Linked DNA regions of Zea mays: region 1 is linked to region 2. Evidence: chromatin contacts called from public Hi-C data. All regions are on one chromosome and are shown on one strand. The core of a region is the stretch at or near the end of the contact, and the rest is flanking DNA. Distances in the headings are between cores, read along the strand shown. Region 1 holds the start of LOC100383333. Region 2 overlaps LOC109946014 (a long non-coding RNA gene).

The links. Hi-C and Micro-C count contacts between places; a contact is called where the count stands out from the background.
Region 1: a contact with region 2 is called in a Hi-C map of tassel, with 2.2 times the contacts expected there. The contact joins the promoter of LOC100383333 here to the enhancer-like site in region 2. A contact is called at or near these places in 3 of 25 Hi-C or Micro-C datasets (ear, leaf and tassel).

What each region holds. Positions count from the first base shown.
Region 1 is chr4:35,322,227-35,326,511 of Zm-B73-REFERENCE-NAM-5.0, forward strand. It overlaps LOC100383333, which reads right to left and starts at 2,658. Exons shown (of 9, transcript NR_156720.1): 1 at 1,708-2,658; 2 at 1,336-1,414; 3 at 744-1,147; 4 at 93-248.
Region 2 is chr4:35,186,975-35,191,472 of Zm-B73-REFERENCE-NAM-5.0, forward strand. LOC109946014 (a long non-coding RNA gene) reads left to right here. Exons shown (of 2, transcript XR_002269058.3): 2 at 1-560. Among protein-coding and RNA genes, the nearest start is that of LOC109946014, 5.5 kb to the left of the region's middle. Within about 2 kb of position 2,822, at least 13 of the 20 cell types and tissues checked have an H3K27ac peak or open chromatin away from gene starts, as enhancers often do. A contact at or near this core is called in ear and tassel, where this site is marked.

The DNA of each region.
Region 1 (4,285 bases), core at 1,408-3,907, 140 kb after region 2:
AATTCATCAGTGTCAGCTGACACCGACAAGTCGTTGCTCCGCCCCTGCAACACCATCTCTTGCATAAGACGAACAAAGAATCTTTAACTAACCTTTTCTGCAAAAAAACGAATTCCTCTGTCAGGGTAATCAGCTTCATAGGTCTCTCCTAGCAATGGATTGAATGGTTTGCAAGGCCTTGCAACAGATGAAGCATAGCCAGAGGCCGCAAAAGCAGCTACTTTGAGGATTCTCATGAGGCTGTCCCCCTATCAAATAAAAAATATATAAATGAGCAAAAGTTCTTGTAAGATAGCAACATGCATGCTATTAGAAACATGCTATATACACAGAAATGCAGTATTTCCCTAGCTCACAAATGATATTGTACATCATACCTGAACAAAACTTACAGATACAACTATAATACTCTGAAAACACCTTTCATTTTCTAAGGATGAGTAAACTGCCATGCTTACTAGCAGAGTATACTGCTTGAACAATAGTGATATGATATACTATACATCATAACTATCATGGGTTCACAAAAGATACTGATATGTAATCTGATTCTGATCAGCAGATACGACACGTCTAGCTTGCATCAGAACCACATTTGAAGATTGAGTTTGCTGATTTGAACTCTGATGCCGTGATGAATAAGAAAATGGATTGGAAATGATTTCATTAATCTATGGCACTCATGGAAAGCAGATGAAATTCCTCGGACATGTGCAATGTTAAAGATGTAAAAGTGATCTTACCACTTTTCCATGTTGATATGCCTGATCCAAGAGGTATGAATACTCCAAATCCTCAAAGCACTTCTGAAGGGATGAGAGTGGTTCATTGAAGTAAACTGGAAGACAAACTCGTGTCAAATCCTTTCCAACGCTATCTTTAATAATGGACCAGAGACTGATCCCTTTCTCTTTCTCAATAGGGTCAGGCAGCCTACTCCGTCGTCTGATTTGTGCTTGTATATTATTACTGGAATCATGTGTTTGGGAATCCACTACTTCCTTGCCACTTAACATGGTTGAAGACCTGTTGTCTGACTCTGTGAAGTAATCTATAGAATCAAAGAATGCAGATTCATCTTCACAAATCAATTCGCCTCCATCGTGTTTCTCAAACTCATGCTCATCAGATTCTGTTGTGCTATATTCTAGGCAAGAACAAAATTGTACCATTAGAAAGATGTTAATTCTTAGGAAACAGATGTGGTAAAGTCTAAAAATACTTGGGGCTACTTGAAACACAAACATGCAAGGAGTGAAAGACAAAAGAAACAGATAAGTAGACCATGCAGCTGGTCAAGTGCTCGAAATAGCCCAGTATGTGTTAAAATCGTACCGCTAAAATTTCCATGCCTAGAACTAGAGAAGTCATTTCGTGTCAATGTCCCCTGTGTTATACTTCCATCTTTACCTTCCTGCACAAATATGTGTGTAATACACTATGTAAAATTCCTGCAGGAAAAAGAGGAGAGTAACAATTCAAGGAGTAACCTTTGCAAACTTATATAGCTATTTCAACATGAGATATGCTGATTGGCACGAATTTACGAAGCCACAAGTATATATTGACACATTTTTTACTTTCAGGCACTAAGTCAGTTGCTGCTACTTATATCACTGTTGTGCAAAGTAATAACCAGTCGCCACTACTTGACACTGTTATGCAAAGTCATGAACACAAACAAAGAATGTATGCAACTCCTCTCACCTCAAAATTATGTCTGCAGGACCCAAACAAGCTTAAGTAATCCTCGTAACGACACTTCAGTTGCTTCCGGTAGCTTGAGAACTCGGAAAGCACAATTTGTTCACAGTCCTGTATAAGACTCTCATTCAAACCCTCCTGATGCATTCGATCTCTAAGCCTTGCAGTTGAAATTGAAACATCACTCTGCACAAAAGTTGCTCTCCCGCTAAGTGACCCAAGAGAATAAACACTCCTTGCCAGGATCAAAGCCTCAATCCAGGCAACACGGTCAACTTTTGAGTTTGTCTTCAAGTGAAGCGTCTTAGTGGGGGAAAATATGTAAAATCTCCTGTCATCTGACTTACTTTCCCGAAATGCTGACACCTAGAAACATAGTAACTTATCAGCTCCCATATGTTTGTAACTAGGCAGCCTTGCGCATGAAAAATGTGTAGAACTTCCCTTGGCCTTATGCAATATTATGCATCAGGCATTCAAACCTAGGAAAAGCATAAAAATACACAGTCACAGACCAGCATCCATAATATCTTATAGAAAAGCTCAAAACCTTCTATTAAGAAACCGCAAAGAGGATATGGAAGCTGATTTAAGGAACAAGGAATGGTATTCCCCAGGAAAAGAAAAAAATCGGACACCTACCCCTTCAACTTCAATCTTTGGTTGGGGGTGACAAAATGAAAATCGAAAGAAAAATGAAGGGGCAAACAAGGATCTCAAGAAACCAAAACAAATCCAATCTGCAATCTACCTCAACCAAACAACCTACACAGTTCCTCAATATCCACAAGATCCCCCTGATACAAACAACCTACTCAGTTCCTGAAAATCCTCAAGACCCCCCTGATTCAATCTGAGACAGACCATATGTCCTCCATTTTATTCCCTATCTCTATATGCGGCCACTTGGATGGACTGTACATGCTTTAATTCTTGGGACCCCCAAAGACCTTGAAAAGACCCAGTGATTGTACCAACACTGGGAGTTCAATAGCTAGTAAAAGCATCGTGGAAAAGCAACGCCCGGAGCAGTACAAATGAATAATGCAAATTCCAAAAACATCCCCAGAGCATATCCTATATTGTAATCACATTAAAGATATTAAACTTATCACATAGCACCTGTCATGTGCGCATCCATTTGGATGAATCCTATCATACAACATGTTTGGGTTAAAAAAGTGCGCACAGTAACAAGACAACGACTGACTGATAAACTTGGCTTGTCCTAATCGATCTGTATCAATAGAATGGCAAGTTGGCAACAGAGCCCCCATCCTTTTTAGAAATAAAAATAAGACCTGGAATTCAGACAAAATCTGCGAAAAGATTAGGCTTTTACGTGCCAAAATGTACTTGATGGTGTGACAGAGAAAGGTACGACCCTTTTGGAAATATATATATCATATACTCCTAGCATCATCAGAAAAAGAAGGCGGAGCCTTTTGTTCGTGTATACTCCAAGCTAAGCTCCTTCTGCTAAATTTAGATAGCAAATTGAGTGCTTAGTTAATCAAGCATGCTAATGTGAGCACCATTGAATGGATTAGAGGGAGGGGGGATCTGAGCAACAAAATGGAAAGGGGCGATGCAACACAAACAAAGAGAAGGATGGAATGAATGCGAGTATCCTAGCAAATGGAAAAAAGAAAAGCTAAGGGAGGTCATGTCATTTCGATCCAGCAATGTGACGATGTCTCCCACCTACCATTCCATCATCATGAGCAGAACTCGACACGAGAATCTACCTTGCACCCCTTACAAAAAGAACCCGGAGGCAGAGCTAATTAAATAGAATTTATTTTTTCTTTTTTTGTTGTTGTTGCAACCTTTTGTAACACTTTTGATCCAGTGGGGGTAATAATGCCTTCTAGGTCTAGCGAGCAGCGGCGCTGGCTGCATCTCCAAGGCAACCAAATTCGCTGGGAAATTCCAATATGAGAAGAAGAAAATCTCGCAATCAACAGAACGTAATCACAGTGAAAAGGTCAAAATCAACCTCGAATTGAATTCACAGAAGGTGCAGTCAGGAATGCCGGGGCGAAACTATCAACAGGCAAACGAGAGGACAAAATCAAGAGAGGACCGACCGGGATCACGCGCCAACCGCACGTGGGGAGGAAGGGACAAGCGAGTGGACCTTGAGGAATACGACGCCGGCAGGCTTCTCCGTGCGGCGCGCTCCTTCCACCCTAGAACCAATCACTCTAACCTCCCCGTCACCGTCCGTCGCCCCCGCCCCCGTCTTCGCCCCCGCGTTGGCCCGAATCTTGGAGTAGGACAGGACGCCGTCGCGGAGCGAGAACCAGCGCTCCCGCCACCCGCGACCGTAGTTGGTCCACTTGTGCAGCACGCCCTCCACCACAACCGTCGACACCGTCGAGGCAATCGAGGCGGCGGCAGCCTCTGGCTCCGGAGTCAGCGTCGGGGTGGCGTCCCCAGCCAGCGGCGGCGCGGCAGAGAGGCAGCACAACGAGCTGTGATGGTGGTTGTGGCTGTATTGGTCGTTCCCATGGCCGCGGCCGCTCCCTCCGCCTCTCATGCTCTGTATCGTCCGCGCGACGCTCCAACGGTGGCGACG
Region 2 (4,498 bases), core at 1,572-4,071:
GGAGCCTTCCGGCACTAGGTTTGCCCTTTTTTGTTGTTGCTTACTCACATGTAGGGATGAAATTTTTTAGACACCCGTCCTTCCCGAAAGGATCATAACCCTACATGGATGCATTTGAATCTGAACATTTAATATATGTAACATATTCGAATCCAAATGCTCAAATTCAGATTTCTGATATGCATATGAGATTGATATCAAAATCTGATATGATGGTGCTGATATTCGAGGAAACATATTGGATAGAACACATTAGCATTAATATCCATCTGTATCTGATTCTGTTTCATTCCTACTCGCATGGAAGCCATGCCTATTAGGAGGATAATAAAGTTGGGGAGTCATTAGGAACTGGAGGCTGCTGTGATGATAGCTTTTTCAAGAACTTATGCTAGCATTTTCAAGAACTCTCTCTCTCTCTCTCTCTCGCTCACTCACTCACTCTGAGTTTGTGTGTTTCCATCCATTCCTCCTCTTTTCCCCATTAACAAGTTCTTGTTAAGCATGCATTGCTAGTATGATGATGATATTCATTTGAATAATAAGCTGCTGAGCGCCTCCAGTTCCATAATCTGCTGCTGCTACTGCGTTGTTCTCTCTTTTTTTGTATCTGCTGCTGTTTCCAAGTAACGTTCTTTTGTGCTTGTCTATGTTGTACACTGGTTAATTTAGGGTCTGTTTGGCTGAGATAGCCTAGGGATAGTACTAGTTGGGCTAAAGTTTAGCCCAGTTTGGCTTGGTAGATGGCTAAGTAGTTGGAAATTTGGCTAAAAAAATAGCTCATCTATTGGCCCCTCTTGTTTGGATGCACCAGGGCCAATTTTTAGCTAGCTTCTAATCAGCTCTTGTATCCAAACCATTCCTTAATAATAGTTCCATTTCAAATATTTTGCTGGTTACATCAATATCATGTTAACTTTGCCCAAGTGCAAGAATGTGTTCACATTACAGTTTGTAGTTTGCTTACTGCTTTTTGTGGCTGCCATGATGGACTTCTCGTTAACCTGAGACATACTATGAGGATAGCATCTATCCATTCAAAAACCATAACTGAGCAGCATTGTTTGTCTGAAGATATAACAAGTTGAGGGCGTTACAATCTTTTGTGCCCTGCATCCCAGTTTGTGCATGCCTATTTTACAATTTTTTGGGTTGCAATGATGGCTTTCTCGTTAACCTGATACATCTTTATTCCATGAAAGACGCCTAAATTCAATCATAACTCAAGGCTGAGAACCTCCAATCTCACTAGTTTGCTATGTTTTGCTTTTCTTGTTCTATCTATGTTTTCTGGCGTCTCCAAGTTTGCTATGTTTCTCTTCTCTTGTTCTATCTATGTTTTTTGGTGTCTCCATTTGGTTCTGTCAATCTCTATTCAAATTAAACAGAGCTGCATGTGAATATTAATATTTCCACCGAACTCCTAGGTTATGATGATATTTGTTTCATTGACCTGTGACGTGCTTGCTATTTGTTCTTGCTTCAGTGTTGGATGTTGCAGCGATGTCTTTCTCGCTAACCTGCAAGATTCTTTTCATCAAAGCACTTGATCAATTCATGGCTCGGACTGAGAATCGGCACTATCATTTGTATTTGATATGTTTTGCATTTACTTCTGTTTTCTTGTCTTCCTGCTAGTTTGACTTGGATCATGTACAAAATAAACTATTATTTTGAGTATATATAGTGTTTTTTTAGAGTTTTAGGGAATTGACCCAAATCTTAGCACAGCCTAGAACCGCGGGTATTGGGGTCCGGGAAACGGTTTCCCAATGGTTTTTTAATCCCTTTCAAAATTTGGAAAAAATGAAAAAAACTATAGAAACCAGGGAAAATATGATAAAAAATTACATGCTTTCTTGAGTAATTTGGTAAATATCAACTTTTGTTTTTTTAAAAAAATGTTCATTGTTCGGTAAAAAGACAACGAATTTCATAAAGAGCACACGGGATCTCGGCCGACAAATATGAATTTCGTTTTTCTAAATTTGAAACAATAATTTTTAGCAAAAAAAACCGAGAAACGACATTTCTTGGCCAGAAAATTCAAAGATTGTTTTTTAAATTTTGAAAATGAAAACTAGCTAGTGAACTGAAAAGCGATGAAAATCGTCTGGTTTCTCGTTTCTGGTGATTAGCGAGAAATTAGTAAAAAACAGGATAGTCCAGTGATTAGCGAGAAATTAGTAAAAAACGGTTGAAAGTCGACTCAGAATTCTTAAATCGAAGGGTAGTTTTTTGTTTGTCGATGGATGACGAACTGTCAGTCTGACTGAAGTGAAGATTTATAGATGGTGACTTGCTTTGATTTATGATCGAGCTTCCCAAGTCTCTACAGAAGGTGCTTTTCCAGTCCTGGCTGCAATCGGCAAAAACAAGTCATGTGCAGACAGAGTTTTGCCTAGCCGAGGTGGGCTACTCGGCAACAACAGATCCATGTTCAACGCAAGGATACCAGCATTCTTATTTGCATTCGAGCAATACTATACTAACAAGCTGGCAATGCCGTGGCCAATCATATACTCCTACTACGCTACCATCCAAGGCAGTTCAGGGTGGCAATGCCTCTTCGTCTCCGATGCTCTACTCGCATAAGGCTCCTCCCTTTTATTCTGGAGGCAAGAGGATGCTTCATTGGAGATGGTAGTGCTCCATTGTTTCTGGATGGTATTACCCGATGCTTGTTGGCTACTTGAACCTCTGCTACAGAAACACGATGCTTATGTTTCCACATATTCCCCAAAAATGTCGAGGCACCCGTCCACTGTGGCGGGGATTGCTCGCCGGAGCACTCCTCGACCTGCCCAGAGCACCTCCCTGTCGTTGACCCATCTTCGGTTTGTTTCTCATGGCCGGAGCGTTGCCGTGAGGTTCACTAGGTCAACCCAACGGTACTGGCCCTCTCGAACAGTTCCAGACCCCCTAGAACTCGGGTCCGCCCCATCTCCGGTGACTTCTCCGCCGTGGGGGTGAGCAGCGTCGCCCAAAGCTGACCGAGCCATTAACCACCCCCGAGCACCTGATCTCAACCGCACGTCCCTGATCTAATGGCCTAGATCCTCGATTATCGATTTGCGTCGTCTCATTAAACTAGGACCCTCGATTCCCCATCCAACGGTCGGAGCCCACGCCTCTACGCACTTCTGCCCCTCGGTCCCACCCGTCAGTCGCCAACGCCCCGCGCGCGCAAACCCGCCTTGCTGATCTAATCTCGGTCGTGGATCCGAGATCCAACGGTCGAGGGAGCCCGATACCTCTTTTGCTCACGTTTTTCACTAAAGAGCCCCTGATTTCTGAGAATAGAACCCACCGTCCTTGGTTCTTTTACCCGGGTCCCTGGAATCTTGCAGTTACGCCCTCAGGTCTTTATTTAATCACATAAATGTGTTTAAAATAGGGTTTTAAATTCCAAAACTTCTAAAATTCATAACTTTGTCATATGAACTCCAAATTAGGTGCTTTAAATTGCAAAATGCTCGCCATGTTTTTGTCTACTTGTTAAAATAATGTTCACTTACTGTTTTTAGATCCCAATTTATAAGTTATCTCTAGTTTAGAGTTGATGCTATTGGAACCTTAATAGAAATAAAATGTAGGTAGGAACCTCTAATAAATGTTCAAATACTTAAGTTTATAGACCTAACATTACCTAATGAGTAATCTCACCCCTTAACTAACTATATTTGAACAAGTGTTATAATAAGATAGACTTGGTGAGAGAATAATAAACCACTTGGCATAGTGACCTACCCCAAACTTAGTAAACACCTTATAGTCTTTACCTTTCTGTTGAACATGTGTTTACCCTGTTGCATATATTTGGTGTATTGTTATTCCCCAAGTGTGTTGAATGAATGATTGATTTGCGTAGACAACGAGCATTCCGTGATTCTCGAGGGAGTTACAGGAAAAGTCTATGAGCAGCAACTTGGTGAAGGCAAGTGTCCTCTGATCCATTATGTCCTACTTACTTTATAATTCATTTTCCCGCATACCATGATCGACCTAATGATTGACTAGTTTTATGTTTATTCTGTCCTTGATTACCCTTTTGAGATTTGGCTATTATGATTAATATCATGCTAGTGCCTTACCTTAACCAATGAACATGATAAGAATACTTTATGATACGATGATGTTATTCTGGATATAATGATGAACTTGTGGCACTAAAGGGGACTCGGGCTATTTCCTGAGTATCTCTCCGTAAGGACATGCTCATTGGATGACCATCTGGGAAAGTAGAACAACCATGAGGGTGGTTTGGTACACCCTTAGCTGATTAGTTAGAGGAAATTGAGGTATAGTCGGTTTCGTCGTTGCGCCGTCAATGGGGTCCGGGCACAATACTTGCTCTGCTGAGGTTGGGTGCCGAGGTTCGTTTGTTTTGCTTTTGTTAGTCACCCCTCCTGCGGGGAGAGGTAATGTGTTTATCAAACTAGAGAAACCTAACGGACGACTATGACCTCTAGGGAACCTTTGTAAAAGATACGTAGTG